Linked DNA regions of Mus musculus: all the other regions are linked to region 2. A link is a contact called in public HiChIP or PLAC-seq data. All regions are on one chromosome and are shown on one strand. The core of a region is the stretch at or near the end of the contact, and the rest is flanking DNA. Distances in the headings are between cores, read along the strand shown.

Region 1 (7,076 bases), core at 2,187-4,686, 420 kb after region 2:
GGTAGCAGAGATAACTTACCTGTGCATTTGGTATTTAATTGTTAATGATGTGGGCTGGGATATAATAACGGGCACTTACTAATAAATCTATGTGCAGTCCTCAAATGTGCTGATGGGGTACCCGTCTAGGCATGTGACAGTGGAGATGCTGGCACTAGGGAATGTTAGTAGCTTCCTAAGGAAGGACTGACACACGAGGAAGGAGGAGAGGGTGCCTTGTGCTCCTCAGTTAGGGCAAAGCACAGGCAGGCTCCCGAACGCCAGGTACAGAGAGACACGATTAGTGCAGGGTGTGTGGTTGTAGAACGCTTACTCGATAGCTTGTCGGGCTAAATCTCCAGCTGCACTGGGCCTCAGTTTCCCCATGTGCACAGCATTACATTTATGATCCCTCAGGGGTTGTGAGGCGCACAGCACACAGGACGAAGATGCGGAAATTGTGATTCAGATTGTGTTGGACAGTCTCCTGTGTGGCTTCGGCTGCTGCTCTGGGGCTTAGGTGACTGCAGGTCTCTGTGCTGAGCTTTCCTGCACACAGATGAACCCAAAACAAAGTTCAGGCTAGCTGGGTGGTTTTTCCTCCACTTAATTAATCATGAATATTGTCCCCTTCATTATGTTTTCTAGTGATATCTAATTTTATGCTGAATTATATTCCATTCTTAGATATTTAAATACCATTTCTGCTATTTCAATATTTGAGGTCATGCTGGAATCAATGGTCTTGTTTATTTTTAAGATTTTATTCCTGTGATACACATAGGGATGTGTGTGTGTAGGGGGTGGTGGTGTCTGTACATCTGAGGGCATCAGATCCCCTGGAGCTGGAGTTGAAGGCAGTTATGAGCTATAATGTGAGTATTTTCATTTTCTCCTTCTCGGGTCCTCTGCAAGAGCAGAATGCGCTCTTAACATCTAAGCCATCTCTCCAGCCTCCTGAGGTCAACATTCTTATCTGGATGCTTCTGTCAACATCTGTCTTTTCTCTAGAGCTGGAATTACCCAGTTTAAGAATGTTAATGCCTTTTGCTATATATTGCCAACAACTCTTCAGAAATGGAGTTGTAAAATATACCTTCTCAAAAATAGATTATTAAGAGTAAACTCTAAATACAGGGAATGAGGAGGGAAAAGGTTTGTTTGTTTGTTTTAATGTGTCTGGGCTTAGGTGACAGGGGCAAGAATAGCATGCATTTTTAGAGAAGGTAAACACAAGTCAAGGAGAGTCAGGGAGCAGTGCACAGGCGGGGAGCAGTGCACAGGCTGGTCTGTACTTTTTTTTTTTCAGAGCAGCTTTTATGGTTCAAATTTGAAGGAAAGCCATGATGCTGTGATATATACAATATCGTATATATACTATAACATATAGGCGACTGTGAAAAGCAGGGTAGGCCCTGATGAGCTCTTCTTGCCACAGATGGTAATGTGCTGCTGCCACATGGTCACGGCCTCTCTTTTGCCTCAGTGGAAAGCTGAGGAATGAGATGATGGTGTTCGTGGGATCTTGTTCTGCGTGACTTATCCCTTAGTTATGCGTGTGAGTGTATGTCTAGATGCATGTGTGTACATTGAGTACAGTACCCATAGAGGCCAGAAGAGGGCGTCAGATCACCCTGGAACATGGGTTACATACAGGTGGTTGTGAGCCATTCATTGTGGATGTTGGTAACTGAGCATGGGTCCTCTGGAAGAGCAGTAACTGTTGTAAACTGCCGAGCCATCACTCTACCACAAAGGAATTGGTGTTTGGATTGAATGAAGTGTAAGTTCTTTGTTCTCTTTGGCCCTCTCTAGCCCTGGGACTCACTGCTTGACTCTGGTAGACAGACATAGAGGGAGGATAGATAGGTGAGGAAAACTGAAAACCCGCTCAGAAGGCCTACTCAGTGTGGGTGTGTAGGAGGGGGTCCTAAGGGGCAGAGTGGAGGTCCTCCTGGGGCCTCTGTGGAATCTGAGGGGAGCGCTCTCTATTGGATGTCAGATGCTCTGCAGCCCTCAACACTATGCCAGGCTGGTTGAGTCAATGGGTAAGTTCAACTCCTCTTTCATCAAAATGTTTAACTCTCAAAGGACCTCCAGGTCATCTGGCTTAGCTTTTCCTTTGTACAGATAAGTACATTTTCATTATTCATTTGTTTGTTTAGCAATGATGGAGATCAAACCCAAGGACCCATACATGCCAAACAGGGGCCTTACCATTGAGTTATAGCCCCAGGAAACTGATTATTTTCAGTTGAGCTTCACCATGTAAACAAGTGAAGTTTATGTTGCTCCTTTAAAAAATGTATTTGTTATTACGTGCGTGCCTGTCTTTGTGTTGGAGGGTGTCTGTGTGTGTATGCACATGCTGTGGAGCTCTTTGGAGGTCAGGTAACAGCTCTCAGGATGAGTTCTCTCCTTCCACTGTGGGTCCTGGGCATCAAGTGCAGGTCGTCGGCTGAGCTTATTTGGCTTATCTTACTTGCTGAGCCACCTCCCAGGTCCTGTTTCTTTCTTCCTCCTCCTTTTCTTCCTTGGTCTTCTCTTAATTTGTGGAATCAAAGAGCCTACCTTGGAGTGGAGTTGGATGCTGAGAGTCCTCAGCTCTCACACTAAGATGGCAGAACTGTAGCGGGCACATCTGGTACAGACAGCAGAGCTGAGAGCCAGCTTCACTCTAGTCACTTCTTCGGCCTGGGGTTGTGGGCTCAGGTCTGCCTGCAGTGCTGCTGCTCACAGGGGTGGCTCTTCTTCCTGTGTGGCTCACTGATGCTTCTGAGTAGTCTTGGACAGAGAATGGCTCTCTCCTCTTTATGTTTTAGAAATTATCTGCTAGTTACTGTATTGTAATTCAAAATAATTTTTTTTCTTTTTCCTTGTAGTGACGGAATAATGGCCAGTGCTTTCTTTAGGAGAGTGCCAGTGGCTCTGAGCACACCTTGTGCCTTTTACCACTGGGTGACACTCTTAGACCAGAGTGCTGTACCAGTGGAACCCAGGGCCCTTGAACCTCAGACTTCTTCAAAACACTTTATGCAGGAGAAAGGGACACTCTTCCATCTAAAGTGCATACTGGCCACTCTCAGACATGATAGGTATTATGTATCAGTCTGAAGCAATTTTTAAGGCCAGTGAGTATTGGGCAATCAATTATTAACAGGATCATCAATTAGGCAGCCTTTCAGTTGCTTGGAGGTTTATTTAGATTCATGTGTTGCATATTAACTAGCTACTAATTATTTCAGGGGAACATTTATATGAACTTATTATTCTAGTATTTATTTTGCACCTGACACAAATCTGTGTTATCTGTTGGTGGCTAAAACCTTGGTGATGGCTTGCACATACTAATGGATGTCACAGCAAACCTTTGGCAGTCAGAAGACAGTATGAGGAAGTTGTTTCTGTCCTTTCCTCATGTTAAATTTGGGAACTGAACTGAAGTCCTCGGGGCTGGCACACATGCCTTTTCTGCTGATCCGTTCTCCAGCCCAGTCCTGTGTATGGACTTCCACTGAGCCATCTTAAGAGGAAGCAGAGCAGTTACTTGGGAAAATGAACACAGGTTCCCTGTACAGATCTCTAGCAAATAGAACTTGTCTAGAACTTGTGCCAAGCACTTGAGAGCAGGTTAGAGAAGGACTTTGCTCAGAGCGTGTGCTGGCCTGCCTGCCCTCCTTGTTTCACGGCTTCTTTTGTAAACCCAAGGCCCACCGTCTAGGCTTGGCATGAATAGCTCCTAGTCACATTCAGCGGAACAACATGTGGTATTTCTCAGGACAAGGAATTTGGAAGAGTCAGGTCTCTCCTCTGCTGGCTTAAGAGGAGGGATGACAAAAGTTAGAATTTTAGGATCCTGACAGAAGTATTTACTGTATCCCATGGGGACAGAAAGAAATGACAGTGGCAGAGTCAGAGAAGAAAGAACCTAGTGAGGTTAGTGACTCCAGTGTATTTTGATCCCTCAGTATGTGCATCCTCCAGTTAGTACATTGTTGGGTGACCCTTAGTGTGATACCCAGTGCAGGGGGTGGGTGGGCTGTGGCAAGCAAAGCAATGTGAATGGAGTAAGACTTGAGGCACAGCAGGTCTCATGGGACTCAACCAAGGGCACAAGTAATTGACAGCCCCAGATTTCTAATAGATGGTGTCATGGTGTGACTGCTTCTGCTTCATGTGGCTTAGGCAAGAGGCATTGTGCTTGAGGTGGGAAGAGGTGGTGGCCAGAGGTCTTTCTGCTGTGCTGTTAGAATCTGTCTTTGCAGAGACACACCAGAGATGGTGTACTGGCTAGTTTTGTGTCAACTTGACACAGCTGGAGTTACCACAGAGAAAGGAGCTTCAGTTGAGGAAATGCCTCCATGAGATCCAGCTGTAAGGCATTTTCTCAATTAGTGATCAAGGGGGAAAGGCCCCTTGTGGGTGGGGCCATCCCTGGGCTGGTAGTCTTGGGTTCTATAAGAGAACAGGCTGAGCAAGCCAGGGGAAGCAAACCAGTAAAGAACATCCCTCCATGGCCTCTGCATCAGCTCCTGCTCCCTGACCTGTTTGAGTTCCTGACTTCCTTTGGTGATGAACAGCAGCATGGAAGTGTAAGCTGAACAAACCCTTTCCTTCCCAACTTGCTTCTTGGTCATGATGTTTGTGCAGGAATAGAAACCCTGACTAAGACAGATGGTATGGAAAGTTAGCTTCTAGGGCAGAGGACTAAGTGTTAAGTCCTTGGGAGCAGGAGAGCGCTGGGTTGAATCTTCCACTTCAGTTGAGATAAGAGGGAGCTATCCCATTTAGGAATACTATGTTGTTTACAAACAAGCTAGGTCTTTGAAAGATGTATGGAGTTTTCATTGTTCTGGAGGATGGAATTATATGTGGGAGGAAAACCATAAGAGATGGGTGTGTGTGTGTGTGTGTGTGTGTGTGTGTGTGCTCGCACGCGTGTGCGCATGTGTGTGTAAGGCTGCTGTGGGAGAGCTGGATCCTGATATTAGAAGTCTGCCTGACGACCTGATTATGGAAACATGGGAAGGAGGCCAGGCAGCTGTGCACCATCTCCTCGGGTGATGGATAGAGATGCTTTGCTTCTGGGACTTTGATCTGATTAGATTAGTAGCACATTGGTTTGTCTAAGACAAGGAAGGATGGTCAGGAGAAATGGAGCCCAGAGAGGAGCAGGTTGGCAATTACTACTTGGGATGAGAAGTGAAGAGGGAATGAGGCTCCTGGCGGTGGAAGAGGATGGGTTTCAAATACATTGATGGACAAGAATCCAGGATGGATTGGTTCTTCATGGAGGCTTTGAGAGGACGCCACCCAAGATGGGTGTGCAATAAGGAGGTTAGAAGGACACAGGATGGCTTCTGCCAATCGGAGGCTGGCATGAAAGGTGGCACAGTGGACATGTGCATTAGCCTGGGTTTGTGTGGGTGATTGCTGCTGCAGTGGCAGCTAGTAGGGCGAGGTCTGCTGGCCTGTGGCCCCTCAGTCTGTGTAGTGTCCAGTACTGCTGTAAATAAAGAATGAGGTGAGGTGTGGCTGTACACTGGTCCCGAGGTGGGTGCAGAAGCCCACAGTCAGCATGTTAGAGCCCAAGCTAGAAAAGATGGCGACGGCCCTTAGGCTTACTGTAGAAATGGCTCATATGGCAATGTGAAGGGAGAGTTTGCATTGTTTTCAGATGCAATTGTGGGGGGTTAGGGTGTAAGGCTCTGGACCTGTTCTTGGACACCCTTGTCACTGAGGGCTAAGAAGCAATAAGCTTTGGTGCAGACCCCAAAGACTGGCTTTCTAATGCAGCAGATGGGCAACAGCTTCAACTTGGAGAAGAGGCTAAGGAGACTGTTAACTGTAGGGAAGCCAGAAGCCAATTAGTCCTGAGAACGTTTCTTGATAGGATAGGGATGGGAGCTGGAACTTGTGCAGTGTTACTGAGCAGCGGAAGAACCACATTGCTGTTTTTAGTGATGCATTTCCTGTCTTGGCTGCCTGTGGACCATACTTCTCATGCATGGACCTTGAGGGCCATGAGTACAGGACCTTTTATCTGAAAGAGCCTCTGATTAGCAAAGAGTCACAACCTGCCCTCAGAGGACGATTGAGGAGGAGGGTGTGTCTTAGGGTTTCTGTTGCTGTGATGAAACACCATGACCAACAAGCTAGTTGGGGAGAAAAGGGTTTATTGGGGTTACATTTCCATACTGGCATTTACTGGTGAAGGGAGTCTGGACAGGAACTCAGAACAGGGTAGGAACCTGGAGGCTAGAACTGATGCAGAAGCGGGGAGCTGATTATTGGCTTGCTTCCCATAGCCTGCTTTCTTATAGAGCACAGGACCACTGGCTCAGGGATGGCACCACCCACAATGGGCTGACCCCTCCCCCATTTTCCACTAATTGAGAAAATGCCTTACAGCTGGATCTCATGGAGGCATGTCCTCGACTGAGGCTTCTTCCTCTCTGATGACTCTAGTTTGTGTCAAGTTGACACACAAAACCAGCCAGTGCAGGATGTTTGCTAAGGCTTTTCCCTTTGTGATATTTTCTCAAGAGTCCTCAGACTCAGTCATTTGCTGGCCTAATCCCTAATTGATTCCTGGGTTTGATAACCCAATCTGTTGTTAGGACCTCGGATGATACTAAGCAGGTATTGGGCTCTGGCTTCTATCTTCATCACACTGCGCTGTTTCCACGTCTTCGAGTGGGCTAGCTGTCTGGTGGCCTTGCATAGATGTGCTTCTGATTGCCAGGGCCAAAGAAGCTTTCTCCCACTATTATACACACCTTAAAGAATTAAATAATATTAATAATATAGCTTATCATGGCATTCTAAACTCTGCCCTTAAAGGATCTGAGACACCTAAACATTGTCTCTCATAGCCTGCCATGTGGAGAGTTTTTATGTATGCATGTATGTATGTGTGTGTGTATGTATGTGTATTTATTCTGTGATCCTGCCCTGGCTTCTGTAGGCAAGCTCCCTGCCTCTGAGCCATATCCCAGCCTGGCACTGGTGTCTTTTTATTTGCCTTGTCTTCAGATTTGTTTCTAAAGTTGTCTGAATATTCACCTTCCTTTCTAAATGGGCTTATTCAATAATTG
Region 2 (6,935 bases), core at 3,089-5,588:
AGATTCTGGCTATTTAATGAGGCCTCTGGTTTCTCATGTCCTTATTCAACGTACACTGTGCCTGGTAGAGCACTTACATACATTTTTTTCTATCAAATTATTATGAATTATCCTTGCTGTTGCAGGCCATTAGGCATTGGGCAAAGCAAAAAGCTTCTGCGAGTAATAAAAACGGCTCACTCTAAAGCCAGAGTAGTGAGGTTATCTTGAGGAACAGGCCTTAGTTGAAGTCTCTGGAGAAAACGACCATTAACCAACCGCAATCTAAAATATTCCTCCTTTGAAGGAATTCTTTAGATAGCCCAAGAAGGAAGCGGGCAGTGAGGGATTACAGAAGAACATTAAAGTTCAGTATCGCCCGAACAGAGATGCTGGAGTTGAAGATACTGGGTAAGGACAAGATGGTGACTCTAGAGCCTTTCAAGAAGGGCGGCGCGATTAGAATCGCGTCACAGAGACCTTGATTTGGGAAGAGACCCTAGAAAGGCTGTCAGCAGCAGAGAAGCTCCCGCGGTCTCGGGAGGACGAAGGGGTACCCGCATCACACAACACGACGGAAGGAAACCCCCGAAGGCAGGGATCGGCTGAGACCAGCCGGAAAGAACCTCAGGGAGAGCGGGCTCTGGATGACCCCCACCCCGCGGTGACCCGGGTGCCCACGGGCCGGGACTCGAGCCACAGGCACGCACGCGCCCACCTGAGCAGAAGCGCCCCGCGGAGACCACGTGACGGATCGCTTCACTACAGCAACTCGGTCACTACCAGGAACCACTGCGCCCGCTCCACGTGCGCCTGCACTGAGCGTGCGCAGAACACGAGCTCCGCCTACCTGCCTCTGCATTACGTCACTCCCAGTCAGGGACGTCAGGCGTGGTGTGTGGACTAAACCTGGCACAGCACTGCGCAGGCGTGTATTCTGTCTCGCGAGAGTCTGTGGTTGCTGTAGTAACCAGCCTCTCCCTTCTGACTGGTCGTCCAAAATGACGATGCGGAACAGCTCGGTTCTGTGAGAGGTTCGTCTCTCCTTTTGGCTCTCCATTTTTAGCCCAGTTGCTTCTGCCTTGCTGTCTCTTTTTGTTCTGGGGATACAAAACTCCAGCCCTTATAGCCACCCATTCCCCTGCACGCGTCCCTGGGAGAGGCTGGTTACTACAGCAACCACAGACTCTCGCGAGACAGAATACACGCCTGCGCAGTGCTGTGCCAGGTTTAGTCCACACACCACGCCTGACGCCCCTGACTGGGAGTGACGTAATGCAGAGGCAGGTAGGCGGAGCTCGTGTTCTGCCACGAAAATCAAATAAATAGGGGTTATAGGGTTGCATGTACTTAGAGATTATGTGTAGAATCTTGGGCACACTGAAAGGAAAATAGGGGCTGCATTTAGTTCCACAGCAGTACTCCAGAGTACTCCGGCAATAGCTGTTGTGCCTTCTGACAAACGGAGACAAAAAATAAGAAAGGTTATGAAACAAAATCACTGGAAAGTTACAACTGGTAAGCAGTGGAATAATGTACTAAAGATTAAAAATTACGCACGCCTTTAATCCCAGTACTCGGGAGGCAGGCGGATTTCTGAGTTCGAGGCCAGCCTGGTCTACAAAGTGAGTTCCAGGACATCCAGGACTATACAGAGAAACCCTGTCTCAAAAAAACAAAAAACAAAACAAAACAAACAAAAAAAAAAGGCAGGAGAGATGGCTCAGCGGGTAAGAGCACTGACTGCTCTTTCAGAGGTCCTGAGTTCAAGTCCCAGCTCACAACCATCTGTAATGGGATCCAATGCCCTCTTCTGGTGTGTCTGAAGACAGCAACAATGTACTCACATACATTAAATAAATAAATAAATAAATAAATAAATAAATAAATAAAAATTACTTGACAGGAATTACTTTCTGTTCTTATGAATTTGGGAGGATTCAGGTCCTTCTCTTTATCTTCCTCTTTTTTCTCGGTGTTTTCATTGCTCATTTTAGACTAACATATAGGATCTAGCTTCTACGTTTCCATTATTCACCACCTATTGAACATTTAAACAGAACAAACACTGTTGCTTGTGGTCAAAGATTGTTGAAGTTTTTACAGGAAAAGCGTGCTGTGGTTTCTATCACAAGTAGATGAACTAGATTAAGTTCGGTCGAGTTTTGACTGTGCCATATAAGACGTCCTTTACTATTACCCGCAGTCATGTAGCGCTAAAGACAAATCGCGATGGTAGAATTGAAATACTAAAGGTTCACATAAAATCCTGGCTCGTGGAAGACTGAGACAGGAGGCTGCAGACTGGGCCTTCGGGGCCAGAACTTGCACACACCATAACAGAAAAATAAATAAATAAATAAATAAATAAATAAATAAAAATAAAAAAAGGCAGAAAGAGGGGCAAGATAAAGAAGTAAAAAGGTAATGGCTATGAGTGTTGTCCCACCAAAGTTCCAGCTCTTACATTACAAGCCTCTGCCGCCAGGCTGCTATGTTGACACCCTAGCCTTCCCACTAACTAGTGTCCCTACACCTCAGGCAAGTTAATTAGCCAACTATGAAATGATAAAAATAGTGCCTATTCTGAGGATTAGAAGAATATTCTGTGTAAGATGCTTACCACAGTGCCTGCCACATGGTACATGTCTGACAAATGGAACCACTATGACCCAGTGACAGCTGTGGCAGAATTAAGTTAATACAAATTATATATAGCCGCTACTATTTTGGGCCTTGTTTTCTATTTGAGAATTTAGCAATCTTTCCACAAGGATTTTACCCAAAAGAATATATCTCAAAGGTAATTTCTTTCCATTTGTGTAGCACAACTTTAGTTTATGTTCATATTTTTTTCTGCAAACATATGCTTCCTGTAGTTTCCTAAGTAGTATATGTGTATATGTATGTATATATATATATATATATATATATATATATACACACACACACCAAACCAAATGGTCAATTTACTTTTCAATTATAGCTCTTATTTTACATCAATTCAGTTTTTAATTTTTATTTTATTATTTTTATTTTATTATTTTTATTTTATTATTTATTTATTTATTTTATTTTTATTTACATCAATTTATGTTTATGATTATGTTTAATCAGTTTATGTTCAGGTTTTTTTTTTTAACAAATATATGCTTCCCATAGTTCCCTAAATTACTATGCATTTGGTAGTCTATATATACACTAAATGGTCAATTTACTTTTCAATGATAGCTTTTATTTTACATTGTAAATAAGTTATGTTTGTGAATAAACAGTTTATAAATGTACCATTTATGATCATAGTTAATTTTATAAATATCTCAAAATATTTTAATAACTTAGAAGGTTTATGAAAGTATTCTTTTTGTCTTAATTCTTGAACTGCTGGATTTAAAGGATACAACAATATAACATTAGCTTAAGAGTCTGAGTCAGAAATCGTAGCATTAGAGCTGACAATACAGTCTGTCAACAAAATGTTCAAGAATTGAACACTAGATTCTTCTTGCTTGCATGGAATTCTGAGCTTTGCCCAGCATTGTATGCTATTGTGGTTTTGTGGAGTCTACAAACATACTGTTAATAACGATTATTTTTAGTTTTTTAATTAGTGTATAGTAATTGTCCAAAATATCCACTTCATTATGGCCTTTCCTGCATGTCTACAATCAGTCCAACATTTAAAAGTCACTTAACTGGGAATGGACTTTAGTAACGAGATACCAAGTCAAAGCACAGGCTTCGAGTCTGTGCCATTGGAGTGTCTATAGCCACATCTGTGTCCAGGGCAGCAATATGAATGGGAGGTGTCTTGAGCACTCGGGCCACCCCAGGCAACAGTGGGTAGCAGTGCCACCCTTCCATAGATCAGATCAGTAAGGAGAAAAGGCGCCTGGTAAGGTTCAGAACATTTGTGTATAGTCATGTAAGCACAAAACCAACACCATGTCTCGAATTCCCGAGAGACGCTATCGGCCATCCCTGAGGTCAGGTGACAGGTGTTATGTGTATTCTCTCTGGGTTAAGGAACAACTCTGAAGAACTTCAGCACATACAGTGCTATAGTTAACACCGCTACACCCAGAGGTAGAATGGAGAGGCAAGGAAAAGGGAAGGAAACAGCCACAGTCTCAACTGAGGAGAGGCAGCGGAGGCATGCGTGCACCTGCAAGTTCGCCTTAGTAAAAGAAGAGAGAGGAGATTAAATGAGCTCCGAGACACTGGGCTGAGTTACCTCCCAGACACTCCCTCCCGCTCCTGTGGCCAATTAGTCCTCCATGCCCAGAGAGCAACCAATAGGAGAGACCGGAGGAGGAGCACTGCTCTTTAAGCAGCGGAGCCCGCTCCCCGGGGACTCTCACTCTGAGCTGGGAGAGTCACAGCATTCCGTGTCTCATCATTATGTCCTTGCAGGTAAGCCAGATCTGGGAAGGCCATGCCAAAGCAATTATCCGAAGCGCTCTGATGGGGCGAGAGGAGGTGTGGTAGCCCTGGGACAGGACAGGGGCAGGTAACCCCCAGGAGCCTTCTGCTGCTGCGACCCTGCAGTGACTCCCACACCTGCCTAAGCAGTGTGGGGCAGTATATTTCACAATATATTGTACTTCACCATCTGTTGACAAGGACCCAGGATCTCTATAGCAACCTGTTTGGCCCTCTGGGAAAATTACCCAGATCTGAAGAATTGACAAGCTCCTGGGGGCGGGGGCTTCTTCACCTCTCTCTCTTAACAACTCCAGGAAGCAAGTGACATCCATTGGGGTCTCCACATCCCCTTGCTCTTGGGGACCTCGGGAGATTTTCATAGATGTGTTTTGTTGAATAACAGGGCTAGATTATAAAGCTCTGACTTTACTGTTTTATTGATAAGAGTGAAAAGAGAATAAATAGGAATTAAAAACCAGGAAGCCCTTTTCTCAGATAAACACATATAGGTTGCTTTTATATATAAATGCCCTCTTTCTATGTGTGTATAATGAAAGGTGTGCGCGCGCACGAGTTCTATCTGCTGGCAAGCCTGGAGATCAGAACCTTCAGAATGCACATGGTAGAGAGAGAGAAGTGTCCCTTGCAATTGTTCCCTGACCTCCAAATGCATGCCATGGTACATGTGCACCCGCATATATGCCGTAATAAACATAGAGCAAATAAAAGAGGAGAGAGGCAGTTAAATGAGCTACCTCCATGGGCAGCATTTAAAGCAGCATTGGAGAAGGGAATCTTTAGGATTTAAAAGTTAAAGAATATCACGAAGGGACAATGAGCTAAGGCATATGAATGCCACCCTGACAATAGGGCAGCATTGAAGGCTAGCCTTAGTTCAATAATTAAAATTGATACAGGGTGTGGGTTTCTATTACTATCAGTGTTGAATGTATTAAATCTATTATTGCTGTAATGAAAATGTTCTTTCATTTCGATAAAATAAGATTCTAGTTTTAAAAAATATATACTTGCTAGATATCAGCATCAGTATGATCAAAGAAAACTGGAATTGCAGTCACTGAAAGTTTAAGTCACTTTGTTTATGCTTAAAGAATAAATTGTTACAAATGAAAAGTTCTTAAAACATATGTGTATTATTTCAATTTGAAATTCTTACCAATGTAGTAATATAACAAAACATGCATTATATTCTAGATGTGGGAGTGTTAGTTCAAGTCAGGAGTGACAGTACACACCTGTCATCCCAGCACTCAGGACTCGGAGACAGGAGAATCAGGAGTCCTAGGCCATCCTTAGCTAGGTGGCAGACTCAAAGCAGTGTGCTACATGAGACCCTGTTTCGGAAAACCACAAAGTACTTCAAGCAGAAGAGAAAGATAAAGGCAGGTTAGAAACCCATTAAGAGAAGGGATGAGGCATGTGTGGATCAGTCTGCAGGTTACCTAGCATTCGGGAGTCCCTGGGTTCAATAGAAACGTAGGGTGATCATTTAAGTGTGATGTTCCAGGATAGACAAGGCAACATATGCAAATCCTAACACACCCACGCTCTCTCAGACACACACTCATTGCTCACACACACACACCCTCACACAAACTCATGCTCACACACATACACACACAGACTCATGCACACTGACACACCCTCACACACACTCATGCTCACACACATACATACACAGACTCACACACACTGACACACACATCTTCACACAGACTCATGGGTACTCACACATGCTCACACAGACTCATGAGTACTCACACATGCTCACACAGACTCATGAGTACTCACACAAGCTCACACAGACTCATGCACACTGACATACACACTCACACACCTCATGCTCATACATATACACACACAGACTCACATTGACTCATGCACACTGATGCACACACACACACTCACACATATACTGGCAGTTCATCAGCACACTGAGAGAACTGGTAAGTACTTGTTACAAACACCGTAACCTTGGGAACCCGGTAGATACCAAAGATGTGGTATTTTGATAACTTGTTCCTGGGTCTAAAATGATTTCGAAAATCCAAGTTTAAAATTATAATAAAAGTAAAAAACATATTGGCAAGCCAGCAGCTAGTGCTGGCTAGGGTATTCAAATGCCTTTTCTCTTCAGAATGGAAATGGCGTTAGGATAGACATTATGTACCTTCTGGGTGTTGTTAATGGCTCACTAATGGAAACGAAAGTGAGGGCATGTTCTTTGTTGTTGTTGTTGTTGTTGTTGTTGTTGTTGTTGTTGTTGTTGTTTTAATACTGGTATAAATGTTGGCAGATTGTTCTGGAAGTGAAAACAGAATTCCTTCTTTAGTTACAATCTCCCAATTTTATTTATAAATTATAACACAGATCCTTTTTGTGTGGGGGGGTGGGAGGGTTAATTTTTCAAAAAAGAATCTTGCTATGTAGCCCAAGCTAGCCTCCAGTTTCAGCTGATCCTACTGCCTCAGCTTCTCTAGTGTTAGTATTGCAGGTGTTTACTTTCACAC
Region 3 (7,083 bases), core at 2,578-5,077, 330 kb after region 2:
AATGGTCCCTTCAGGGTCTGGGATGGAAAGAGATTTCTTTGTTTGCTTTAAATGATATGAAATATTCTTCTAGCCCACTGCCATTTTGTATCCAGAAGGGAGTCAGCCAGTGGCACAGAATTTCTAAGTTCTTAGTCCCCTCTTTAGCTAAACTAAACTTAAAAAGTTCACCAAGATGGCAACCTCTGTACAAACACTGGCTTTCCTTAATTCAGAAAATGCCCTGGGGCATTAATTGTTCATGAATAAGAAAATGCCAAAGAATAATAAAAATGAGGCTTTGGCTTAGACCTCTGCATTTAGCTGCTTTCCCATTTGACCTGCGGTTGCTTAACTGGATATTTGTGTCCTAGACAGTGGCTTAGAGGTTCCACTTTGGCCTTAACTGAGATTGACACTGTGTCCACAAGGAAGATACCCTGGTGGCTCTGTTTCTTATGAATCTACATTCTCTATGTCTCTTAAGACAATGAAAGTAGAGGCATGGAAATTTCCAGAAGTTTACCTACAAGATATATTGGTTATCTAGGGTAAAATATTCAGTATGGTAATTTGTAGAATTGAACTGCCTGAAATTTTAATGTCACAAAATCTGTACCTATACTACTCTAGATTTTAATTGTGACTATTGTGTTCGTATGCAATATATATATATATATATATATATATATATATATATATATATATATATAGTCATGTGTGCAAGTGTATGTGGAGGTCAGAGGACACTTTTGTGAATTGCTTCTCTCTTTCCAAATTCAGAGGTCAAGCTTGGGTTTCCAGGCTACCCAGGAAGCACTTTTACCCACTGAGCCATCTCCAGACCCCAATTTTACCTTTTAAAATATATTCTTTGTATGCTTCAAACTGAGTGTGGTCTCTTGGCCAAGAACTCTTGGAGGAGGAAGTGTTGTGAAGGGGATATTTGCGTACGAAGTCTGAAGTCAGGCTCTCCAAGCTTCTCTTGGAAAAACCTGTAAGTCCTGCCCACTTCTCTTTTCACTCCCCCCTGTATGGGTTTGAACCCCTAACTCGCTCCCTTTTTGGAGTGTTCCTTTCTTCCCATTCTCAGGATGCAGAGAGCAGAAATTATCTAGAAGTTCTAGCGGGCAATAGCATGAATGTCTAAGATAGAAATCTCAGAGAGTCATGGATACCGTGATTTTTGCTGGTTATTCTTGTCCCTTCCTCCTCCTCCTCCTCCTCCTCCTCCTCCTCCTCCTCCTCCTCCTCCTCCTCCTCCTCCTCCTCTTCTTCTTCTTCTTCTCCTCCTCCTCCTCCTCCTCCTCCTCCTCCTCCTCCTCCTCCTCCTTTTCCTTCTTGAGACAAGGCCTCATAAAAGGTTGAACTCTCTACATGGCTGAAGGTGACCCTGAACTCCTGACCCTCCTGCTTCTACCACCTCCTAAATTTTGGATTACAGGTGCCACCATGCCATCCACATTCAGCTCATTTATTCTCATACATACTCTAGTTCCACCGGTTTTGCAGATGTGATATCTTACCAGATGTTTTGATCTCTCAAGGCGGGTCAGTAGACCCATCTCCTCAATGGCTACACAGGGGGATTCAGACTGGTCCTCACTGTTTCTCCAGAGCCCTCAATATAGCAGTGGCAAACAATGAAGTTTGGGTGTGTGGCCAACCATCTCAGCTGCCCATGTTCCCTTCTTGTCAATGTACTGTCCCCACTTCTAGCACCTGTATGCCTTTGCACAGAGTCTCTTCCTACTTGTCTTGGAAATGGTCCCCTCTGAGAACAGCTCCTCTTTAGTGAATGAATGAATGAATTAATGAATGAATGAATATGACAGTTTTCTCCCTTTTGCAGAGGATGGTATAGCATGTTCTGCACTCCCAGTTTTCCCAGCAGAGTGAAGCCGTGCTACCCTCAGGAGTATCTGGTGGATATAACTCCCTGGCAATTCTTTCCCTTGCCTATCTTATCCCTACACCTAGCAACTCTTGCCTCAACTGCTCTGGTCAATATGTCTGTCTCATGGTCAGCTCTGAGAGGACCTAAAAAGAGAGGGTCCATTGAGCATACTCAAGGATTAAACACTACTGTATCATATTTGAAAGAGAACACTTACTGAACAGGTGAAGAGAGGCAGTTGATTAGAACGGGTGGAGAGAAGAGTCGGCTAAAGAGGTGGATTCTAGTAAATGGAATCTAATGTGATGGGTAGCAGAAATCAGCAGAAGTAAATGATCTGTGTGTACCTTGGGAGAGTCAAGTCGGCAGCTTGGTTCTGAGAGGCTGAGTCTCTTGGAAAATGACTCCTTCATACCACTCCCGGGTTTCAGCACCAGAGGAATGATGAGAAGGAGGAAGCCCCGACTCTTCTACAGTGTGGAGATTTCTATTGTAGATATGAGGGAGAAGGCAGGCAGAGGGAAGAGTCCATACTGAACATGGCTGGCAGAGTAAACCAGGCCTTGAGAGGAGACCAGAGGAATGAGAGGAGACACAGGGAGGAAGAGCAAGAGAGGAGCTGATGACCAAGAGAGGTGACCCGGGCCAGGAGACTGGCATAGCCTAAAATGGCAGAGTTCTATTGGCGTCAGGTTTGAGGAAGGGAAGTAGAAGCTCAGCCTGTGAGAAGGAGAGGTTTAGGGTAGGGGATGGAATGGAGCCACAGGTAGTAAGTGAGACCTGTCCCAGGTTTCCTTGAGACCAACATCTACTGGATAATAATAAAATTGTGACATGTAACAGGTTTAAATATAAGTTAACGTATGTTCTTTAGAGTACTCATACCCGATTGGTCAGCATTATAGCTTGCCTCGAAATTTCATACTTGATGGTCTTTTGCAGTTGTAATGTTCTAGTTGATCTATCTGTTAGATGTTTGATGATTGGTGAAAAGAAGTGATATTTATTCATCTTTAATTTCACTGTCTTGAAGCATATCTGTTCCCATATTTCAACTCAATTTGTGTATGCTTGATCTGACTTTGGATAAATTTAAATCATGGTGTAGTTTAATTTTGAGTACTAAACCTGTACCCCAGTACTAAACCTGCACCCCAGTATTCATCTCAATTGCTCATTGGCTCTGTGTAAACTTTTCTTGAGGGAAAAAAATCAGCAAAAAATCAGCTTGGGAAAGAACACCTCTGGCTCTTTATCCCTCATACAAATGTTGAAAGAGAACATAAAACACAGCAAAGTGTTAAAGCCTGTTCTGAAATAATGTTTTCCTGTCAGCAAATTAACAGATTCTGGCTATAATTAGTAAATAAAGGAAATGCATGTCTATATTCCTCATAGCCACTGAGAAAATAGAAAATAATTCTGAAATCCCCCAAAGAGAGACCCTTACTACATGACTAACACCCTCCGGCGCATCCATTTAATTGTAGATTTTTGTTTGCTCATAGTCTTTAAACAAACAAACAAACAAACAAAAAACAAAAAAAAAGCTCAGTTTCCAGGTTCCAGTTTCTACAGAAAGTGCAACAAGTAAGAGAAGCAGGCCTGTGTTCCTAAAGAAAACTCCAGTTGTGCTCTCTCTCTAGCTGCCCCTCTGTATCCTGCCAGGCCCAGGCCGAGGGCATCTGAAGCTTAAGCTCCTGGCTTAGAGGCTTAGGTTGTGAAAGGAAGTAGGAGCTGAGGAAGAGACACAAATAAGAAGCCATGCCATTTTTCAGACAAGAAGAAACTCTTCCCACGTGTTTTGTGAACCATGTTGTGTGTTTTTGCTCCTTTAGTAAAAGTTTCTGCTTTGTTATCAAAGGATCCAAGAAGACAGTATGGGGCTGTTGCTATGGAAATGGGAGAGGAAATGCCCGTACCAAGCCTGTGAGTGCTTACCTAAGCCAGAGATCTTTGCGCAATTCCCCAGCTTCCTGCAGTTGTGTGTTACTTGGTACGAGGGGCTAATACTGTACTGTGTAAATGCTCTTCCTGGTTTCAGTGATGAAAGGTTACGAAAGCTTTCACAACTCTGAAGATACCACTGAGAAATGCAGTCGTATCCTGGGTGGTGTGGCTGGACCATTGGCAATAACCAGCTCTATCATGATGCTGCAGTAGCTGTCACCAGGGATAGCCTGGGACCTGGGCTTCTCTAGAGAAGGGAGAGGCTCCTGCGTACTTCTGAGGGCACTGGGGTGGCAGTTGCTTGCCTCTGTTCTTGCTTGGAAACGCTGATGAGGTTAAATTGCCTCAGGAGAATTTTTCCATCTGGCCGTGTGCCTGGCACCTTGCAGATGGAGTTTTGATCAAGTACGATTCCAGTGTGTGTAGGAATCATGGAAAATTTCAGCTTGTTATGCTAAGGAGAAGGAGACAAAGGGACAAACTGCCCTTAGCTTCCTCCAAGCTATGGAATCAAAGACTCAACAAGTAGATGTACATTTCACCAAATCCTGGTTCTAATATTTGTCTTAGTTGTAATATGGTGGCATCTGCCCATTCTGGACATATTTAACTTGTCCATGTGCTCCCTAAGTATTTACAGAGCCTTTGCTCAGTGTTGGGTGAAGACGGGGGCGTCAGGTTCACATACTTGATGTTATGTTCATTTAAAGCCATTATTCTTGGCAACTTTAAAGTTCATGTATCCAGAACTTTATATAAACTTTCATAATATTTTCAATGTGGATTCTTTTCACAGATGCCTTTTCTATAGTATGTGGTTTATTCCAATGATGCAGAAAGACATAAAGAATGTGGACAATTACATGAATTTCTTAAAGTGACTACAAGTTCCTCAGCTAGCCCTTTGATTATCCTGAGGCCAGCTACCAGCTAATTTTCAGGATCGCGTTATCACAACCGATTTACTGTGACTGACTGCACAGGTGCTCAAGCTGGTGTCCATGACAACAATAACAACAGCTAAAACACTCCTGGAATACTTAGGATGTGTGAGGCACCTTGCTCAATGTCTTTGGTAGAGTGACCATCTAATCCTCTTAGTAACACAGATAGGGGTATTTTGTTTCTCCTTTGCAGATAACTCAGCAAGCTTTAAAAGTCCTTCTATCTAAGGTCTCATAGCAAGAACAGGATGAATCTAGGATCCAGGCCTGATTAAGTCCAAAGGCATTTTAACTCTTGTCCTTTCTAATAGCGTCTCAAATTCAGTATGTATTCTAGACAGATTTGATAATGTTTCATCAATACCACGTCAAGAAGGTTAGCTTTATATGCCTCTGATTTAGCAAAGTTATCAGCAGAGACTTTAGGTCTGGTGCCATTTAGAAAGCCCCACCCCATAGTTTCCCCCAATGAAGCGGGAACTCTGAGGTCTAGTGGGTTCTTAGAATCTTCTCTGGACAAACAATGTCATGCTTTGATGAAGATAAAGTAGAAAAATGAGACATCATGTTTCCACTTAGCTTTGATGGACTTGAGTAGGTGTTTAACTCTGACTTTATCAGGACATAATATTTACATCAGTAGAAGCAAAGGCAATAGACCCCTATACACCACCACCCTGAACTTGCCTTTTTCTCTCTGTATGGGACTAAAGACATATATATGCCTTTAAAATGATAACTACTGCCTGGCTTATCACTGACCTTTTTGGGTCCAAGTTTTGCCTATTTTTATAAATCTTACACACATTGCTATGTACTTAGCCATAAAAATCTTACACTCAGACTGGAAAGTCCAAGCTAGATTCTCTGGTATCACTGAGATAAGATAATATAAAGCAAGACGTAATCCCAATAACCCCTTCGGATGGCCCGTATCTTCCAGACGTTCATGACTGTGAATGTGTTCCATCGCCAGTGTCAGAGATGGGCCAATTATTCATACTCTTCTTCATATGTATTCTCTTCTGTAGCCATAGAATACTGATATCACTGTGTGCGGTCACAGTCTCATCTATAAAATTACATTCCTACCACCTTCACAGAAGAGGGCAGGCCAATGGTACGTAAGCTCAAGTTGTCAAGGCTTGTCTTCATTTGTCCTCTGTGAGGAGATCCTGATACAGGGATTCTAATATGGCTTCTTTAGCTTGGAAACGATATCAATATCAGCAAGTACAAGAAATAGCTATGAGAAAACATGGGAGATACTGCCAATCAAATGTTGGTTATTAAGAAACGATTATTAAGAGAAGAATCACATTGATACTTGGATTTTCATGTACTGGGGACTTTGCAATGCACCACAATGCCAGACAATTTTTTTTCTGTTCCTACTACTTACAACCAACCTTTCCCAAATTTTGACTGATGCATGGTAAGCAAGGGAATGTGGCTTCTTTGATTTTTAATACTATTTTCATTTTTCCTATAAGCATACACTATTCTAAAATATATAGTGATCTATAACAAAAACATCATATCAAAATATAACATATCATAACATATCAACATAGCAAAAAATGAACAAAAAAAACATTTAATATTAAGTGAAAAAGTAAGGTTTAATTTGGAGCTGTGATATTAACTGCAGAATACAAACAATGAATGAGGCCCAGCTTTGCCCAGGTGAGGAAATGAGTGTTCACATCACATGCTTACCTTTATAACTTTAGCTCCCAGCATGCTAAGTAGACAGGGAATGCTGCTTCTAAATGAGTGTAGGAGTTAGAGATGAACTAGTGTCTAATGTTCCAAGGTCATGGTAATGAGGTTTCACAAGCTTAAACTGAAGAAAAGGGAAGAATATTCAGATATGACAAATTTTATAACTCCTAAATAGATTTAACGTTGTTCTTAGAAAGCCTTTAATGTCGCGTCTGCTACACTGAGGTACATCGTCTGCTACACTGAGGGTTCTGGAATGCTTCCTTCAGGGGACATACATTCTCCTTCCTGTCAGCCAGGTGGGACTATGTCAGGACCTCATAAAGATCAACCCATGTACTGAAGATGGAGAAGAAAATGTGTAGACATCTTCCTTTCTTATAACCAGAAAGCAATAATGACAAGCTGTCTGTCTTTTTGTAGTATTATCTTGTGTGTAAGAAACCCAAACTGAAACTTACATTTCATTTACCCTTCTGCTTCTTGTTAATTCTACTGTCAGCTAAACCAATCCTAAATGTGCATCTTTTTTGTTGTTGTTTTGTTTTTTGAGGCAGTGTTTATCTGTGTAACCCTGGCTGTCCTGGA
Region 4 (7,232 bases), core at 2,765-5,264, 450 kb after region 2:
TCCCACATAAGTCCTGCCTACTGGCTTTCTAAGTCAATTACAAAGGAAAACAACCAAATTTATTTTATCCCCCCCCCCCCTTTTCTCTCCATTGTAGTCTTGACTTCACCCTGCCCTCCTCTGCTTCAGCTTCCCAAATGTTATCACGGGCTGACAAGCTTGCCTTGTATTTTCTCTCATCTTTCATTTTTCATTATTTTTCCGCCTCTGAGAATTATTTTCCTCAACCAAATAAACATGTATGGTAAATATAATTACTTAGATGCCCCAAACAGCCAGAACCAGAATGGCTGGCTTAGTGTGGCCGATGTTCGGGGACTTGCAAATCAATATTCAATACATACTTGAATACAGTGACCAAGACATTTTAGAAATAACTTAGATAAACTTAGTTTAAAGGTTTAGCCTTTGGCTAATGAGAAAGCCCAGTGGAGTAGAGTTAGTTGAGATATCCAGCATCCACTTAAATGCCACTTAAGCATGACAGTTACCTGTAATCTTAGCCCTTGGAGGTAGAGATATGATCCCCAGCAAGCTGGCTAGCGGGACTAGCTAAATCAGGAAACTCTGGCTTCAAGTGAGAAACTCTCCCTCAATATATACAATGATGAGCAGTGAAGACAACGTCCAACATTAGCCTGTAATCTCTCGTACAGGTGTGAGGCACATGTGTGTCTGCACACACACAAGCCTGTAATCTCTCATACAGATGTGGGGCACATGTGTGTCTGCACACACACAAGCCTGTAATCTCTCATGTAGATGTGAGGCACACATGTGTCTGCACACACACAAGCCTGTAATCTCATACAGATGTGAGGCACATGTGTGTCTGCACACACACAAGCCTGTAATCTCTCATGTAGATGTGAGGCACACATGTGTCTGTACACACACACACAGGACTGTAATCTCTCACACAGATGTGAGACACACGTGTGTCTGCACACACACAAGCCTGTAATCTCTCATGTAGATGTGAGGCACACATGTGTCTGTACACACACACAGGACTGTAATCTCTCATACAGATGTGAGGCACACGTGTGTCTGCACACACACAAGCCTGTAATCTCTCATGCAGATGTGAGGCACATGTGTGTCTGCACATACACACACACAGGCCTGTAATCTCTCACACAGATGGGAGGCACACGTGTGTCTGCACACACACACACACACACACACACACACACACACACAACAAGCCTGCAAAAATATGAAGCTTTATTTCTATTATTTTTATATTTTAAAAATTACTTGACTACTACTATGGCCGTGCCTCTTTAACATCCTCCTCAAGTCTCAGGAAAATTTGTCTAGACAAGATTACAGAAAGGGATGCCCCTCAGACTCACTGAAGGAGGAAGGTCTGCATTTTTGACTGACTTTTTGCTTGCACAGAGCCTGCCTGGACAGTTCTTCTGAATCCAACCATGACTCACAGGCCTTGGTGCAAAGCCTTGAGTTGTTGCTTTGTCATGGGAGTTTTACAGCTTTTCTACTTACTGGGCGCTCGCTTGCTGCCCTTCTCAGGAACAGTGTGTGCCTTTATTTCGCAAGGCTAGCACTGTCCTGCCTTTAGGATGCATTGATCTTATCCATTAGCATCGCCGAAACGTATGCCTTTCAGATTGCAAACTTAGAGGGATCCGTTTGATATTTATTTATATTTGTCAAGGAGAGTAATCAGTCCTGTGTGAGGAATTTTGGGAATACTTGGCTATGTATCAACTTGAACATATTGATATGATATAATTTTCTGTCATGTAGGCTCTGCAATATTCTCTATATTTGGTACTCTAATTTTCTTTATTTCTCCCTTTTTTATAGTAGTATTTCCTATATACCCAGCTAAAAACAAACATATCCATATACTTTTTTTAAAACCTGTATATTCTTTGGAGAACAAGCAAGATGCCCATATATGCGAATCCTCTGTCAAATACATTGGTTCTTTTTTCTTTTTTTTTTTATTAGATATTTTCTTTATATACATTTCAAATGCTATCCCGAAAGTTCCCTATACCCTCCCTCCGCTTGCTCCCCTACCCACCCACTCCCACTTCTTGGCCCTGGCATTCCCCTGTACTAGGGCATATAAAGTTTGCAATACCGAGGGGCCTCTCATCCCAGTGATGGCCGACTAGGCCATCTTCTGCTACATATGCAGCTAGAGATACGAGCTCTAGAGATACGAGCTCTGGGGGTACTGGTTAGTTCATATTGTTGTTCCACCTATAGGGTTGCAGACCCCTTCAGCTCTTGGGTACTTTCTCTATCTCCTACATTGGGGTCCCTGTGTTCCATCTTATAGATGACTGTGAGCATCCACTTCTGTATTTGCCAGGCACTGGCATAGCCTCATACGAGACAGCTATAACAGGGTCCCTTCAGCAAAATCTTTCTGGCATATGCAATAGTGTCTGGGTTTGGTGGCTGATTATGGGATGGATCCCTGGGTGGGGTAGTCTTTGTATTATAGCTGTTTGTTTCCTGAGTCAGGCTCTTGGTGTACAGCTCTGGCTCACCTATAGCTTGCTGCATAGGCTAGGCTAGCTTTGAACTTGTAGTGAGCCATTTCCTTATCTCTCCACCACCATCCAGAGTTGGGATTACAGGTGCAAGCCACAATACCCAGCCTTATTTGTAAAGTGTTACACAGTAAGAAAATGTGAATCCCAAGGGCTTAAAAGGGCAGAAATAAACATTAACTGGAAGTATTGTATTAACTCAATGTTCTTTATCATTCAGATACCATGTCTTGAAATTATTGGCATGTACAGGACATGTATTGGTAGGTAATAAACACAATGGTTTCAGCAATCCAATATCATAAAACCTAACAATTGATATTGCCAAGGTGAGGGAGTGAATGAATAAAGAGATGATAGGTGCAGTGTGTGTGCACAGGAGGTGGAGTCAGAGGGGGTGCAACACCAGTCTGGGCTTTATCAATAAAGTGAAGTGAAGCAGGCTCAGAATAAACTTCACTATCCTTTCTTGGCCCCTGCGATGGCTAGACTTGGTTCTAACTGGTAAAGAGCACTTCTAAATCTATCTGGGTTATTTCCAGAAATAGTGGGTCACTGTTGTGAATATGTATGTCACTGGGATGGGACAGGACCTAATGGGGCAAAAGCACACTTGTGCAAGCGATTCCTCCCTAGCAAGTGTGTTTAAGCTCCTGCCCTTGTGCCCCTCCCCGTACCAGATCCTACAATCTTCAGTCTTTGCTTGCAAACCCTCACCAGCAACTTTCCCGAGAGTTCCAGGCCTCCAGCCTCGATTGGGGCTGCAGACTTGACCTCCCCTGTTCTAAGGCTCAGCTTCCAAACTGAGCAGCTGCTAGGTTCCCTGACTTTGCAACCCACAGACAGTCACTGTGGGTTCATAGGACCTCTGCTGCTGTGAGCTGACCTACCACATTCCTGATTCCTGATTTGTAAAATTGCAAACACGTTAGTTCCTTTGCTCTTGAGAACTTGTTTGTGTATGTAAGACTGTAACTAGCTATAGGCCTTGTCATGGAAACAGTTTTGACCCTTATGTGGTTTCTCTGCTACTGGAATTTAAGGTAAGTTGGTTCTACTCTGGTCCTTGCTGGCATTGTTTATATTGGCTGGGGTCAAGGTGTCTGAGAACATGGAATAAATGGAAGCCCTGTAATGAGATACTGCTACTCTCTCAGGCCTTGGCAGAGCCCCAGGGTTGTTCAGTCAAGGTCTTCCTGGATAATCCCCTACCTTGGGTGATGCTGAAACTTCTGTTTACTTTCTTCTATGGCCCTGGGTAGGGCCTTTGTCAGATTCCTTGGTACTTTTATTTCTCCTGCTAGCCAAATGCTTGAGATTTAAGCCTGGGGAAAGGCTGACTTCTGCTTCTTCCTGAGGCCTCATAGGAGCTGTGACAGAGGCTGGCCTGAATAGAATTAGCAACAGAATGGAGGTCTGTGCCATTCTGATTGAATAGCCAAGGTCCACTCACTACAGCATATCTGCTGTCATCTGCCCTTTGTAATTTACTTTTCCCCATCATTCCAGGACACAGTTGCATCTGGATCAGCCAGGTGCCAGCAAGGAGGGAAAGTGTTTTGATTTAAAAAAAAAAAAAAAAGAATTGCTGCTCCCAGGAGGGCAGTGCCTTACCCCAGGAACCAGAGTCAGGGGTTCCTAGGTAGCTGGTGTGGAACTGATAAGCAGTCTAGGACCATGGCATGGAAAAAAGTCACTATGTAGAACTCCAGTGAGCCAAGGCATTTTGCTGAGTCGGTGCCATTTTTAAGAAGTGGTCACAGCGTGAGCTCTCTTCCCATTTTCTGCTTTCTTCCTCAGCGATTTTGGTGTTTCTCAGAGATAAGCAGCCATTTAACTGCTTGTACTTAACAAATACAGATACAAGATGGCTTGCTGGCTCCAGTGTTTGAAGTGTGTTTATAACTTTGTTCAGACATAAGACATTGCAATAATAGTCAATAAGAGTTCAATACAATGTCACAGGAATGACCAGAAGACAGTAACTACAGGGAAAAATTCCAGCAAGAACACACACACTAAATCGTATGGTTTTATTGCTAGATGGGTGTTCTCTGAAGGTGACAGTGGATGCCAGCAGCTCAGGTGATATAAACAAAACATGGATTTTCTTTATCTTCCCATCTCTTTCTCTAGTTTCAAAAATTAAGACTGGGTAAGTTTAGGGGCTGGGTAAGAACCTCACTTCAAATCTCCAGAATGTACCAAAAAGCCTACATGATTGGACACATCTCTAATCCCAGCACCCTTAAAGAAACATGGAAGGTGGAGAGTCAGAAGACACTGATGAGAGAATCCCTGAGGTTGCAAGGGCCAGGGTTACATGGTGGCAGATAAGAGACCCTGGGTCAAGCAGAAGGCAATGACTTACACTCGTGGTTGACCTCTGATGACCACATGTGCATCATGGAATGTGTGTATCTGTACTTACATATCTGAAGGCAAGGCTCTCTCTCTCTCCCTCTCTCTCTCTCTCTCTCTCTCTCTCTCTCTCTCTCTCACACACACACACACACACACACACACACACACGGATTGGGTGGGGAGAGAGGTACAAAGAAAAGCAGGCCCTTAGGATTAGTAGTAACATAAGACCTGGATTAGACAGAAGGAGAGCAAGTGAGCATTTCGTCTTCCCATGTACTGCATCCTAGATGTGCCTATGGTATATGTGTCAGCTATCTCCACAAACCTTCCTGAGGGTGTGTATTGATTTGCTTACTAGCAGTGAAATTGTGTGCTCTGCCATGGCAGAGTCAATAGCCACCAAATGGTAGGCTATTCTGACCCCTCTGCCCGGCCCCGCTCCCACCCCGTCCTGCATACAGGATAACATATCATGCCCATGCCTGAGACTGCAACATTGAGCTCAATTAGAGCCAGCACCTTGCCCTTTTGAAACATCAAGGCAAGTCCAGAGACACACATTGAAAGAGTCACACAGATGCGATACCACGACAACCATGAAGGGTGGTGTGAAAACAATGGCCACGGTGTGAGAACAGGTCACCTCAGCTTCTCATACAGCTGGTGCTGGGAAACATGCCCCCCATCACTACATTCTCTGTGTGCCACTTAGTGGGTGCAGTGTTTGACATTCAGGATCTAATAATCCTGTAGTTCCCCACTGGGTGCTGCTGTCACTGCAGCTGTAGAGAAGAGAGAAATGTAGTTCATTAAAATTAAGTGAGCCCAAGATCTACCTGGCCCTATGACACCCCTGTTCGCTCTCCAGTTCTCAGGGATGGGGCCAGGCTCACTCATTGTCTGAGTTACTTTTCCATAGCTGTGATAAGATACTGCAAACAAGACAACTTATAAAAGAAAGGGTTTAAGTGAGGTTATAGTTTCAGAGAACTGGAGTCCATCATGGGTGGAGCAGAGGCTGAGAGCACACTGGGAATGGTGTGAGTCTCAAAGCCTGCTCCCAGTGACACACCTCCTCCAACAAAGCCATACTAATCCCTCCCAAACAGCTCTATCAACTGGGTACTAAGTATTCAAGCATATGAGCCTACGGAGGCCATTCTCATCCAGACCACCACACTCATCTAGATTAGGAGCTGGGAGTTAGCATACCTCCCCTCCTCACATCTGGCTAACCAAATGGTTTTGCCCACTTAGCTCCCTAAATCCATCCTGAATTTTTTCATCCCTCCCCAGTAACACTAGCATTTCAGCACGACAACTTCTGGTATTATGGCATCCTTTTTGGTCTGTCTCTCATTTACTGGCATCCTGTTGATTTGAGGGTAAAGACCAAAGCTATGTATCCATTACAAATGAAGCTCTAATGCATTTCTTACTCATTGCAATTTTTACGCTTCAGGCTTGCCAATTGGTAAGCATGCAGTAAGTATCTGTTGAATCAAAGTCAGACCTTTCCAGAGTCCACACACTCCATCTCCGGCAGAAGCAGCTCTCACACCCGTTTGGAGTGATTCCAAGGTGCATGCATGACTGCACTGGTGCCATGCATGCCCTGCCATGACATTGATTTAGGAGGGAAGAATGCAAGCGTGCTGCAGATGCTTATGGTCAAGACTGTGCTCTTCCAGGGGATGCTTCGTGCTGTACCTCCACATGATCCACACAATTCCAACTCTCCACCTGTTCTTATATGTGCTGCTACTGAAAGGGTCTGTAAAAGCCATTTGTGATAAAAATCAAGAGGCCCAAGAAAATTATTTAGAAAAACAATTAGAAAGAAAGGTTGGCATTTGATAGTGGTCGGCTGAGTTTTCATATTGAATGTGGGTAACTTGTGAAGCTATATCAGCAGGTGTTTTAGCCAAAATGTGACATTTGCCACATATGACACAGCACTGGAATGAAATAGGAAAGACAGTTGAATTGCAAGTAAGATTAGGTGAAGAAAGCTCACAGTGTGACTTCAGGTTAGACAGTTTCGTGTCTGTTCATGGCCACATCCCACCTCTATGACAAGTGCATACTAGATGTACTAAAGACATGTTGAATAAATGAATGAGAGTATGATTTCAGAAGTCTATGTGCCAGTGAGGATGGATCCTGTAGTGTAAGAGACTAAAGTTAGATTTTGTTCTGTAAAGCCCACCGTGGGCTCATGGGACTCTCTGAGAAGCTATCCACACAGCATGCACTCAGAGCTGGCTGTAGCACCTCATTCTATATTACCATGACAGCAGGGTGCTAATTGGGCTGGAAAGTTGAGGACGG

Evidence for each region. HiChIP or PLAC-seq counts read pairs in DNA pulled down with a chosen protein or histone mark.
Region 1: a contact with region 2 is called in an H3K4me3 HiChIP or PLAC-seq map of bone marrow-derived macrophages, with 7 times the contacts expected there. The contact joins the enhancer-like site here to the promoter of Acbd7 in region 2. A contact is called at or near these places in 2 of 39 promoter capture datasets (both in embryonic stem cells), 30 of 484 Hi-C or Micro-C datasets (the 3T3-L1 cell line, 3T3-L1-derived adipocytes, Sertoli cells and 15 more), 7 of 115 datasets of contacts at active chromatin or transcription factors (astrocytes, bone marrow-derived macrophages, effector CD8 T cells and 4 more) and 3 of 9 other capture datasets (adipose tissue, liver and macrophages).
Region 3: a contact with region 2 is called in an H3K27ac HiChIP or PLAC-seq map of microglia, with 5 times the contacts expected there. The contact joins the enhancer-like site here to the promoter of Acbd7 in region 2. A contact is called at or near these places in 3 of 39 promoter capture datasets (hippocampal neurons, liver and pre-B cells), 1 of 15 datasets of contacts at CTCF or cohesin (the NIH/3T3 cell line), 3 of 484 Hi-C or Micro-C datasets (the C10 cell line, Th1 cells and liver) and 4 of 115 datasets of contacts at active chromatin or transcription factors (CD8 T cells, bone marrow-derived macrophages, memory CD8 T cells and 1 more).
Region 4: a contact with region 2 is called in an H3K4me3 HiChIP or PLAC-seq map of bone marrow-derived macrophages, with 4 times the contacts expected there. The contact joins the enhancer-like site here to the promoter of Acbd7 in region 2. A contact is called at or near these places in 18 of 39 promoter capture datasets (the 3T3-L1 cell line, 3T3-L1-derived adipocytes, the C10 cell line and 11 more), 5 of 15 datasets of contacts at CTCF or cohesin (CD8 T cells, the NIH/3T3 cell line, large pre-B cells and 2 more), 152 of 484 Hi-C or Micro-C datasets (the 63-12 cell line, the AML12 cell line, B cells and 90 more), 22 of 115 datasets of contacts at active chromatin or transcription factors (the 230-238 cell line, CD8 T cells, the SCID.adh cell line and 16 more) and 3 of 9 other capture datasets (adipose tissue, liver and macrophages).

The regions. Positions count from the first base shown.
Region 1 is chr2:3,757,010-3,764,085 of GRCm38.p6, forward strand. All of the region lies in intron 1 of Fam107b (family with sequence similarity 107, member B), which reads left to right. Among named protein-coding and RNA genes, the nearest start is that of Fam107b, 47 kb to the left of the region's middle. Within about 2 kb of position 3,437, at least 27 of the 459 cell types and tissues checked have an H3K27ac peak or open chromatin away from gene starts, as enhancers often do. A contact at or near this core is called in astrocytes, bone marrow-derived macrophages, cerebral cortex and 1 more, where this site is marked.
Region 2 is chr2:3,331,830-3,338,764 of GRCm38.p6, forward strand. Acbd7 (acyl-Coenzyme A binding domain containing 7) reads left to right here and starts at 4,339. Exons shown (of 4, transcript NM_030063.2): 1 at 4,339-4,392. The coding sequence starts at 4,381. It overlaps Rpp38 (ribonuclease P/MRP 38 subunit), which reads right to left and starts at 799. Exons shown (of 2, transcript NM_001013376.2): 1 at 698-799.
Region 3 is chr2:3,660,439-3,667,521 of GRCm38.p6, forward strand. LOC108168726 reads left to right here. Exons shown (of 5, transcript XM_017319361.1): 3 at 3,921-4,035. Among named protein-coding and RNA genes, the nearest start is that of Fam107b, 49 kb to the right of the region's middle. Within about 2 kb of position 3,828, at least 77 of the 459 cell types and tissues checked have an H3K27ac peak or open chromatin away from gene starts, as enhancers often do. A contact at or near this core is called in CD8 T cells, Th1 cells, bone marrow-derived macrophages and 2 more, where this site is marked.
Region 4 is chr2:3,784,282-3,791,513 of GRCm38.p6, forward strand. No RefSeq gene overlaps it. Among named protein-coding and RNA genes, the nearest start is that of Gm36031, 20 kb to the right of the region's middle. Within about 2 kb of position 4,015, at least 25 of the 459 cell types and tissues checked have an H3K27ac peak or open chromatin away from gene starts, as enhancers often do. A contact at or near this core is called in the HPC-7 cell line, Sertoli cells, bone marrow-derived macrophages and 3 more, where this site is marked.